3 separate regions of the Mus musculus genome follow, and regions 2 and 3 are each linked to region 1. The links are chromatin contacts, called in public HiChIP or PLAC-seq and promoter capture Hi-C maps. All regions are on one chromosome and are shown on one strand. The core of a region is the stretch at or near the end of the contact, and the rest is flanking DNA. Distances in the headings are between cores, read along the strand shown.

Region 1 (3,187 bases), core at 253-2,752:
AGATCCGAAAATGTGTTACAATGGTTAAGAAATAATACAAACATTCGATTGATGTAATTTACCTTTGAACTCAAATTCAAGGATCTTTTCCTTACTCGAAGATTGTTCGCATCTCTAAAACCCAAGAATTTTGGACCCTCTTTTATACAAGTCAAGTGACTAAAACTGATGAGGAGCAGATATCAAGTAAAACAGGGCTATAATACTGAAATAGTATATACAGGGCATCAAGGCTGAAACTCAAATATGATTCTTGTATCTATCATGTGGCTAAGCCACTGGTTCAAACACTTTCCTCGAGTCACATGACACCTCTTTACCCTCCATTTCAAAAACCAAAAAGAGCTCTCCCCACCCCGGCATCCTCAAAGGAGGTATGAAAGGCCAGCAGCTCAAGTCTCAAAGCCAATATAATACTTCGGCTGTGACAAATTGTTCTCGTTTCTAGACGTCTGTCACAGGCTAGCGGACTGCTCTCAGAAAACAAGCTAATCCTATACATCCAAGCGTTAGGTGCTTTCTGTTCACACACAAAGACAGTCTAAGTCTCATCCGGAGTTCCCCTGAAGCCAAATACTAGGAACAGCTTTAGCAACACGGCGTCTGGAACAATCGAGAGAGCGCAGGGGTGGGGAGGGGAACATTGGTGTCAGCGTACTTTTTTTTTTTTTAAACTTGCTGCTTAGGTTAGAACCGCTCTCGAATTTAAAAGGGCACACAAAAAGTTTTCCCCTGCACTCTGGGAGTTTGAAGGGATTTTCTCTTTTCTTCTTTTCTTTTCTTTTCTTTTCTTTTCTTTTCTTTTCTTTTCTTAATTTAAGCTGGAAGGGACGGGAAAACCCAGCAGGCGATTTCCTTCCCCGGACAGGGGAAAACACCAGGTGAGGAAGAGAGGGGCTGGGGAGAGGGATGCCGTGTGCCGGAAGGCGACAGAAACGCCAGGAGAGGCTCCTAAACCAGGGGCGGGTTCAGGACCTGTGGGGCTAGAGCAGGGGAGACCCGCAGTCCCGGGGAGGGCACAGAGGGCTCCTCCGGCTCGTGGGAGGACTGTGGGCGCATCCTGCACCTGTCAGGCGACAGGGACAGAGGTGGCTTTGTGCTGAGACAGGGGGTCCCAGGGCTACCCAGACGAGAGGGGGCAAGGGGGCGGAGTCCCGGACCCGAGGGAGGACGTGGAGATGGCCAGTCCTATCTGTGGGAAGCGAGGGCTCGCGGCGACAGGTCCCTGTCCCGTGGGGAACCGGGGGTGACTCTCCCGGGCCCGCGGCCGCCGGAACTCTAGTTCGAAGCCGCTCACTCACCGATCGTACACGCTGAGACTTCACAACCAACTGGGAAGGCTTCCCCGGGCTGCGCCGCGTCGCCTACATACACGGCACTCCGAGACCAAGTGGCTCCGACGCCAAACTCCCGGCTCGTGGGCCGCGGCTGCTGCGTCCGCCGACGGCCGGAGCCTCAGCCCCAGCCGCGGCCGCCGCTGCTTCCGCCTTCTCAGCTCGCTAGGAGCAGCAAGGGGAGGGGAGCGCGCCCCGGGACAAAGAGGCCCCGCGGGAGAGGCCGCCCCCTGTCTGTGGTCCTCCACGCTGAAGCCTTACCCCGCCCTTCCTCGCAAAGAAGTTTTCTCAATAGGCAGAACCTTACATTAATCACGTAGCCCTTCCTCGGACCAGTGCAAAACAGTCGTCTCATGCATGAAACATTTCTTCACAATTGCTGCCATCTGCATGATCCCATTCTCCAACATTGTCACGGGAGAGCTATTTTGAGTTCTCAGTTTAACTGGATGCAAATATCTACGGATTGTAACTGGCACAATGCAATAGATGCCCAAAAGATTTTCACCCTCATCTGAAAATTTGACTCATCTTCTCCATCTGATATGAAAGGTATTATTGTGTATTAAGGCTGTTAGGTAAGGTAAGTAGATACATGTAAATAAGTTATTTAAAATCATCTAGGAAATAATATGTGCAGTAAATATCAATAATACTATCTTTTGCTGACATCTTAGTAGAAGGATTCTTTCAAACATAAGAATCTAGTACAACTCAAACTCAATTCTTCCTCTATCCCCTTTAAAAAGTGCTTTGAAATGTTTAAGGCATGAAGAGTATAAAAAGCTACACCCAGGCTTCTGTGTGCTCATCACGCAGTTTAAGAAGTAGAAGGAAGCAAGTTGAATTGCAATACTCTGCGTATAGCTGTCCCCTCCACTTATATAAGTAAACTCCTGAGGTATGCAAAAAGGGATCATCTTACAAAGTCAGTGGTGGGTAAAGGACCAGTGAGATGTCTCAGCGGGTAAAGAAACATGACTTTAGTCCTGACGATATGCGCTGGAACTCCAGAACCTACACCGTAGAAGAGAACCTATTGCCAAAAGTTGTCCTCTGAACTACAAGTGCACACAATGGCATGCACATAATGCACATGTGTGCAAGTGCACGTACATACACATACACACACACACACATGCGCACACTACAAAAAAGAGAGAGAGAGAGGCACAGAGAAAAGAAAAGGCAGGGCATTGGATTTCCTTCATTTATTAGTGTGACCTCTGGAGCAAGTTAGTCACGTGACAGACATTACAAGCTTCCACTTCCTAAATCATAGAACAGGTTTACATCATGGGTGGTACCTTACACACTGTTGTCAAGGTGAACTAATAAAAAAAATTGATGTGGGAGAACTTAGCAAGAGGCTTTCAAAAAGATCAGGTGTTCTGTGTTTATTTCTTTTTGTTTTTGTTTGTTTGTTTGTTTGTTGGTTGGTTGGTTTTTTAACACAGGGTTTCTCTGTGTAGCCTTGGCTGTCCTGGAACTCACTTTGTAGACCAGGCTGGCCTCGAACTCAGAAATCCGCCTGCCTCTGCCTCCTAAGTGCTGGGATTAAAGGTGTGCACCACCACGCCCGGCTCTGTGTTCATTTCTTTAAACTGTTTTTCTGAATGTTCTTGGGGGGGACCTCATCCTAATTCTGCAAGTCCTATACACACCCTACTACTTTTTGTATAATAGAGAGTCTTGGGCATAGGGAACGTATACATCTCTGTCTGCTTGCAGTCAGGCAGGGCCATGAGAAAGTCAGGACTCGAGCTGTGATGGAGAAGGACTCCTGTCGTCTGATTCCATCCATGCTGCTGCCTATGTTTAATGACCATGTCAGTTCCTTTTGTAAAGCTGTA
Region 2 (3,187 bases), core at 188-2,687, 370 kb before region 1:
GTCCTATGCTTGGGATCTAGGATACTGTGTATCTTAGATACAGCAGCAGCTGCTATGCAGATGATGGGCGTGAACATCATTCAGGTGACCTTGAAAATTCTACCTGAATGTGGCTTTGGTGTCTAGTGATGACACCTTCTGACACTTGTGCCTGTGTGTAATCCCACCTCTTTGTCTGTGATCTGGATGGTTTGACTAGTCCCTCCCTCCCTCCTGTCTAGAAAAATGCATAAAATTGACTATCTTAACTTTTGAAAGTACTTTTTAAAGTTCAGTGGCAGAAATTACTCTTTCCATTATGCAGCCAATTGCTAGAACTTTCACATCTTGAAATTCTGAATGCACTTAAGAAACAAAGAAAAAAAGTGTTCCCTCTCTGCTCCACCCCATAACCCTGGTAACTGCTTTTCCACTTTCTATCTTGGTTGCTTTGGAGGTTTTGGGGACTTGTAGAGGAGAATCAAATATCGTGACTTTATTGTAAGATGCTTAGTTCAACTTAGCATGTCATCAAGTTCATCTATTTTATAACATGTAGGCAATTTCCTTCCTGTGAAAGACTGAATAATATTCCATTTTATTGTTGATATATCACGTTTGATTTCTCTGTCAGCAAACACGTTTGGCCCCTCCCCCCTTTGACTATTGTGAATACTGCTGTGTGAGAACATATGTACAAATTATGACCTGGTTTTAAGCAAAAGAAATTCAGCAAACAGGTTGGGTGTCATTTCTAGGAACAGGCCATGAATAGATAGCCCTTCCCTCTCACTCTGTGTTGCTTGCTCTGACAAAAGCCACTTTCCATGTTGTGAGTTGCAGTGTTGCAGAGACTGCTGGGACAGGGAGCCGAGGAAGGACTCTGACGTAAAGCCAGGAAGGAATTGAGGCCCACCAGCGGCCTCAGGTGAGGCTGGAGGGAGAGCCTCCTCTCAAGGAGGCTCCAGTGGTTTCGTATTCTAGTCCCAGGTCATGGTGACCAGTCAGGGCTTTGGGAGGGACCATAAGGACTTTATAGGGAGAGAACATTCTGGGGTTCAAGCTTGGTGTCAGGGACCTTTGTCCCATTCACGTGGTTCTGCTCTGTTCTAACCCCTCCCCCTTCACCCCAGGACCTTGTGCTCTTCTGGCCCACTTTCTCGATGAAGAACTAAAGACTACTTAGACCAAGTGCATACTGCAAGTGAGTAGGGAGCTAAGGTGTGAACTTGAGTTGAGGCAGTGCTCCTTCTCCTGACCCTGCCCACACCACCCTGTCCGCCTCTGCCCTCTGGTACTCTGGAACTCCAGGAAGCAGTCTAGCCCGAGCTGCAGAGAGCTAAATGGAAGGGGGAACTGTGATCCAGGGGAAGGGCACGGTCCTCCTCTTGGCTCTCACATGTATGCTTCCTCAAGGATAGTACCACACTGATGAGCTGGCTCTCCACCCCTCGAGCATTTTCGAAGTGTGTTCTGCCAGTGAGTCACCCTAGCAGGGAGTTGGTTGGCAGTGTTGCGCCTGCCAGAGCAGCTTCCTTTCCTTGCTGTGCTCTGGCGATAAGACTTCAGGAGAATGGCAGGCTGTGAGAGCTTTGGCACCTTACCAGAGCCAGAAATGATGCTTTGTGCTGTTTCTTTTGCAGGTCTGTGTGTGTGTGTGTGTGTGTGTGTGTGTGTGTGTGTGTGTGTGTGTGTGTGCGCGCGCGCGCGCGCGCACGAGCCTGTGTGCGTGTCAGGGAGGGACAGAGAGAGTTGGAACTTAGAAATTACATACTAGGATCTTGCTCTCTTTTTGAGTTACATTTTTTTCTCCTCAAAATTCATTTCTCACAATCTGGACCCTGCCTCCAGGTCCACAGAACATGTCCATATTTAAGAGCAGGGTCCTTGACGATATAATTAGTAGGAAGAGGTCCCATTAGGATAGGGTGGGCCGCTGATGTGACCGTGTCTTTATTGTAGTGGGATTTGGGGTCTCAGAAACACACACTCAGGGAGAACATTGTATGACATAAAAACAGAAGAGGAGGATGCCTGCAGCACAGATGGCCAAGAAACCACAGATGGCCAGGGAGGGATGTGGAACCGACTGTCCTCACAGCCCTCAGAGGAAAGCCCTCGGCCAGCACCTTAATCTTGGACTTATGGTCTCCCACATTGTGAGACAATAGATTTTTACTGATGAACACCCCACCCCACAAGTCGGCCTTACCATAACAAACTGATATACCATTACCATAAGTCCTACCCAACCAACTTCTTCAGCCCCCAAGAAATGACCCCTAATTAAAGCATAGCCACACCTTCTGTGGGACACCAGATGTGGTGACAGAAATGTGAAGGTCTGGAGAGTCATCAGACAGGCCAAGTGACATGACCCTGAGGAGACGGGAGGTCCTGGGGCTGCTGAGAAAAGCTCTCTGGGGAGAGCACTGGTCTTGCCTCTGTGTGGGGGTGGTAGACTATGCTGAGCTTGAGGGACGCCTCTCATCTTGTATTTCAAGGGTCTCGTTTTCTATATCCGTGCTCCCCTTAGCTCCAGGCTTCTTAGCTCAGTCCCAAGTGGCTCTGTATAAAGTCACCCACCCCCTTTCAGACCCCTGGGACCTTGCACTTGTTTCTTAGCCCTCTCTAGGCCTCCTCTAGTTCTCTTCTGCTCCTGTGATAAGCACAACGCAAAGGAAGAAAGGGTTTATTTCATCTTACATCTGCAGGTCCATCTTTGAGGGAAGTCAGGGCAGGATCCTGAAGTAGAAACCATTGGCTTGTTCTCATGGTTCACCCTAAGAGCTGTCATTTGGCTAATGGTGAAATTTAGAGCTTGGTATTTGTCCCATGGGCCACCTCCACTGTCCACCATGTGGTAGACTGAATTATCATTCTCAGTTCTTTGCTCTTTAAGAGCCTTTTTACTGTTAGCAGAATGGCCAAAGAAAATGCCTCTGTTAATGTCCTCTGCTTACTTTGGCCAGTGGAACATTGGGTGACATAGAGAGACCCAAGGCAGTTGGCGTGCTTGCTAAGGTGTGGGGTCCCTTGCATTGGAATGTTGCCCAGATTATTAAAACCCCCAAAGGGAGAACACAGAGCAAGTGGTTTTTCGGGCCTGAGGCCAGGCAGAGACTCACAGTAGTGGAAGCCTGGCAAAGGCTGCTCACTGCATGGCGACAGGAAAGAGAAGGATGACAGAAGGGAAGAGTTTAGGTAT
Region 3 (3,187 bases), core at 192-2,691, 330 kb before region 1:
ATGCCCATCCATCTCTGATTTCTTCCTCTACTAGGAGAGAGAAGGAAACTATTTGGCATTTTCCAAGAGCTGTTGGAGTATGATATACTGGGTGTGCTCTCCCAAGATTCCTGTGAAGCAAAGGCTAGTTGAATGGACGGATTGATGGATGGCAGATGATGGATTTATGGATGGATAGATGACAGATGATGGATGGATGAATAGATGGATGACAAATGATGATACATAAATATATTAGTGGGTGGATAGATGGATGGATGGATGGATGGATGGACGGATGGATGCAGTTTGACAGTTCCAAGGAACAACTCCATTTTCATGCCAGGACTTAACCAGCTCCTCTAGTTGAAGAGGTAAGGTGGATACCATAGAAGATGTGTCCATCCAGGGCTTCACACCGGGGAAATTTTGTTTTGCCAGTAAGTATAGTCACTGTGGCAATGCAGCCCCTAAGTAGAGTAACAGGGGCAAGTGTAGGTTATCCGAGGACACAAGCCTATACTCCAACCAGCTTTGTATAACCCACTATATGTAATGCATCATAGGTGCTCATTAAATGTTTAAATGAATGAAACGTGTCAGTTAACATAGGCTCTCTGGAAATACATTAACATCTATCAAGAGTTCGGCAGTCTACAGATTTTGAAATATCCAAAAATAATCACCCCTGGAGAGATCTCCGTAAATCAGCAATGAAAGAGCTAAGAGAAAACTATAAATCATTCCATTACTGTTTCATACGTTTCCAAGTAAGTGATTTTGGAAGCATGAGTGGTGCATAAGCTGTATTTAGCCTTGGTGTGCTAAGCAAATTTGAACCAAATATAAATCCTGGCATGATATTTTTAATCCCCATGGGGAGGGACAGGACGCTGGAGGAGAGTTGAGAGAGCATCCAAGCTATTTGGGAAAGTTTAATCTACATTTTTAGAAAGATGCAGTTTGAAGAATTAGAATATCAATCACCCCCACTGGTGGGATTCTTCATCTAAGGAGAAGTGACAGCAGCCCCAGCGTTCCTCGAGTCTCTTCAGATCACATTATTAATATGGGTTTTGTCGCCCTGTGAGCCATGTGTGAGCTTTCTTGGCATATGTCCCTGTCCTTCGTCTCCTTATTTACAGCTTGCAGTAGACTTGTTGAGTGTGAAGCAAGAACCCAGACAGAATGTTAATGCAGACAAATGACATGTGAGCCGGTGACATCTTGGGGCTTGGGTGCACATCACTGAGAGAGGCCCAGTCAGCTGTGGCCATGCTCTGGCATTAGCTTTGATTTGCTCCGCATTGCATGAAGAATGAAGTCTCAGCTGTGAGCATCTCAGACAGGAGCTGATGATGGCCCTTAAATCTATCCTTCCCCACCGGAGACTGACTTAATTAGCCAGGGCGCTGAGCTTAACTAATGGTGGGGCCCGGTGAATGCTTGATTTGCAATGGAAATTCAGGTTGGCATGGAGTCTCGGTGTTAAGAATGCATTGGTGAGTTTTGCAGCAGTTCCCCAGCCCCTTCTCACAAGTCTTCCTTCCTGGAATATTTCAAATTCTGAGACAGCCTTGTCCTTAGAACTGGATCCTATCCACCAGCCTCAGCGGTTGTGATATTTAGCAGGACAGATATAGACAGACTTGAGAGGCCAAACAGCTTCTTCCTCCTCAGACAGATGAAACAAAGACCAGCTCACTGCCTGGCTTTGTGTGTCTGTCTGCAAGGGTGTTTGGTATCAGGGGAAAATTCCAGGAGCTAAATCCAGGGGCAGAAAAAGCAGTGCAGCTGCATTAGGCAGGAAGCCAGTGATCTGGGATCAGGAAAGGGGTCTGGGATGATGGAAGCCTCAAGATAAGCAGTTTTGGTTGGATGCCAGCACGGGCAGTTGCCTGCTTTAATGTCTGGATAAGAACTTGCTTGTAATTGGTAGATGGATTGCGTGGATGGAGATGGAGCATGAAAATAATCTATTCCCTTCCCTCAATTAAACATCCCCCCCTTCTTTGTCATTCCGACTGCTCAGCTGACCCAGCCTCCTGATCGCCAGCACAAGAGCAGCTCATATCCCTGCGGGGTGGGGATTCGTTTCTGGGATCCATATCAAAGTGCTTGCCCTGACTTCCCTACCTATGATGTGTGGCAGGGTAAGTAACATACACAGTGTGGATAAGTGGGTTTGGGGAGATGCGGATCCGAGATACCAAGTTGTAGGTGGGCACCTTTTAAGTCTCATTTCCGTCCAGTTTCTTCCTTTCCTATCCATGTACTGACGTGCCCACTTGACCACTTCCTCATGCACTGATGGTGGCTTCCTAAAGAGTGGTGTGTGTACAGCGATGGGGATTGGGCTTCAAGTAGGGTTTTTTTTTTCCTTTAGAAAAGAAAATGAAAGATAGATAAGAGGAGCTAGTTCAGCAAGCAAAAGCGCTTGCTCTGCAGCCTGCCAACTTCAGCTCAATCCCCAGGATCCGAATAAGGGAGAAGGAGAGAACTGAATCCACAGCATTTGTTCAGAAATGCTTGATACTTGGTGGCTGGGTTGGCAAGGGATGGTGTTTGCAGTATAAGTGCAGTATATTAAGATGACCGACAGCTAAGAGGGGAAGGCTTGGAGTACTGGACAAGACATGTGGACTCCACACCACAGAAATTTCTGTTTGTTGGGTCAGCAGTGGCTGCTCACCTCCGTGCCCTTGCCCTGGTCTTGCTTCACTGGCTTACAGAAATAGACACCAAGAGCTTCTGGGAGAAGAGAGACATCAGTGATAGGACTGGGTAAAGACATTGCTTCTGCCACTTCCCCTAGTGAGACTTTGGGTTACTTAAGAACTGACAGTGTGACTGAGTCTATGAATATCAGCAACTATCCATCTTGGAGCTTCTCAGCTCAGCTTTCAGAAAAGATTAAAATTGTGGAGATGCCTTACATGAACACATAGGCCTTAGGGCAACTGTCCATCAAGAGTGACCTCCTCCTCTTGCTCCTCCTCTTCTCCCCCTCCCCTTCTTCCTGCTGTTGCAACGTGGTTAGACCCACTCAAGAGTCACTTTATTTAAACTTGAATGAGTCAGCCACTTGGAAAGCAAGCACATCAATAAACTCATTACTCAGATGAAATTGTTCCCCTGTCCCTGCACCTTACATCTGTCCTTAAATTGCTCCTCATTTCCAGAAACAGATGGCCTGCTTCAAAAAATT

The links. Promoter capture Hi-C pulls out the DNA fragments that hold promoters and counts their contacts. HiChIP or PLAC-seq counts read pairs in DNA pulled down with a chosen protein or histone mark.
Region 2: an H3K4me3 HiChIP or PLAC-seq map of bone marrow-derived macrophages shows a contact between it and region 1, with 4 times the contacts expected there. The contact joins the enhancer-like site here to the promoter of Traf6 in region 1. A contact is called at or near these places in 3 of 39 promoter capture datasets (the C10 cell line, hippocampal neurons and pre-B cells), 2 of 484 Hi-C or Micro-C datasets (cortical neurons and embryonic stem cells), 1 of 115 datasets of contacts at active chromatin or transcription factors (bone marrow-derived macrophages) and 1 of 9 other capture datasets (liver).
Region 3: a promoter capture Hi-C map of neural stem cells shows a contact between it and region 1. The contact joins the enhancer-like site here to the promoter of Traf6 in region 1. A contact is called at or near these places in 1 of 39 promoter capture datasets (neural stem cells), 2 of 115 datasets of contacts at active chromatin or transcription factors (effector CD8 T cells and memory CD8 T cells) and 2 of 9 other capture datasets (adipose tissue and embryonic stem cells).

What each region holds. Positions count from the first base shown.
Region 1 is chr2:101,676,735-101,679,921 of GRCm38.p6, reverse strand. Traf6 (TNF receptor-associated factor 6) reads right to left here and starts at 1,502. Exons shown (of 7, transcript NM_001303273.1): 1 at 1,302-1,502.
Region 2 is chr2:102,051,386-102,054,572 of GRCm38.p6, reverse strand. All of the region lies in intron 4 of Ldlrad3 (low density lipoprotein receptor class A domain containing 3), which reads left to right. Among named protein-coding and RNA genes, the nearest start is that of Gm39888, 61 kb to the right of the region's middle. Within about 2 kb of position 1,437, at least 94 of the 459 cell types and tissues checked have an H3K27ac peak or open chromatin away from gene starts, as enhancers often do. A contact at or near this core is called in bone marrow-derived macrophages, cortical neurons and hippocampal neurons, where this site is marked.
Region 3 is chr2:102,001,710-102,004,896 of GRCm38.p6, reverse strand. The region is part of intron 4 of Ldlrad3 (low density lipoprotein receptor class A domain containing 3); the gene reads left to right. The region is part of intron 1 of Gm39888 (a long non-coding RNA gene); the gene reads right to left. Among named protein-coding and RNA genes, the nearest start is that of Gm39888, 11 kb to the right of the region's middle. Within about 2 kb of position 1,441, at least 77 of the 459 cell types and tissues checked have an H3K27ac peak or open chromatin away from gene starts, as enhancers often do. A contact at or near this core is called in neural stem cells, where this site is marked.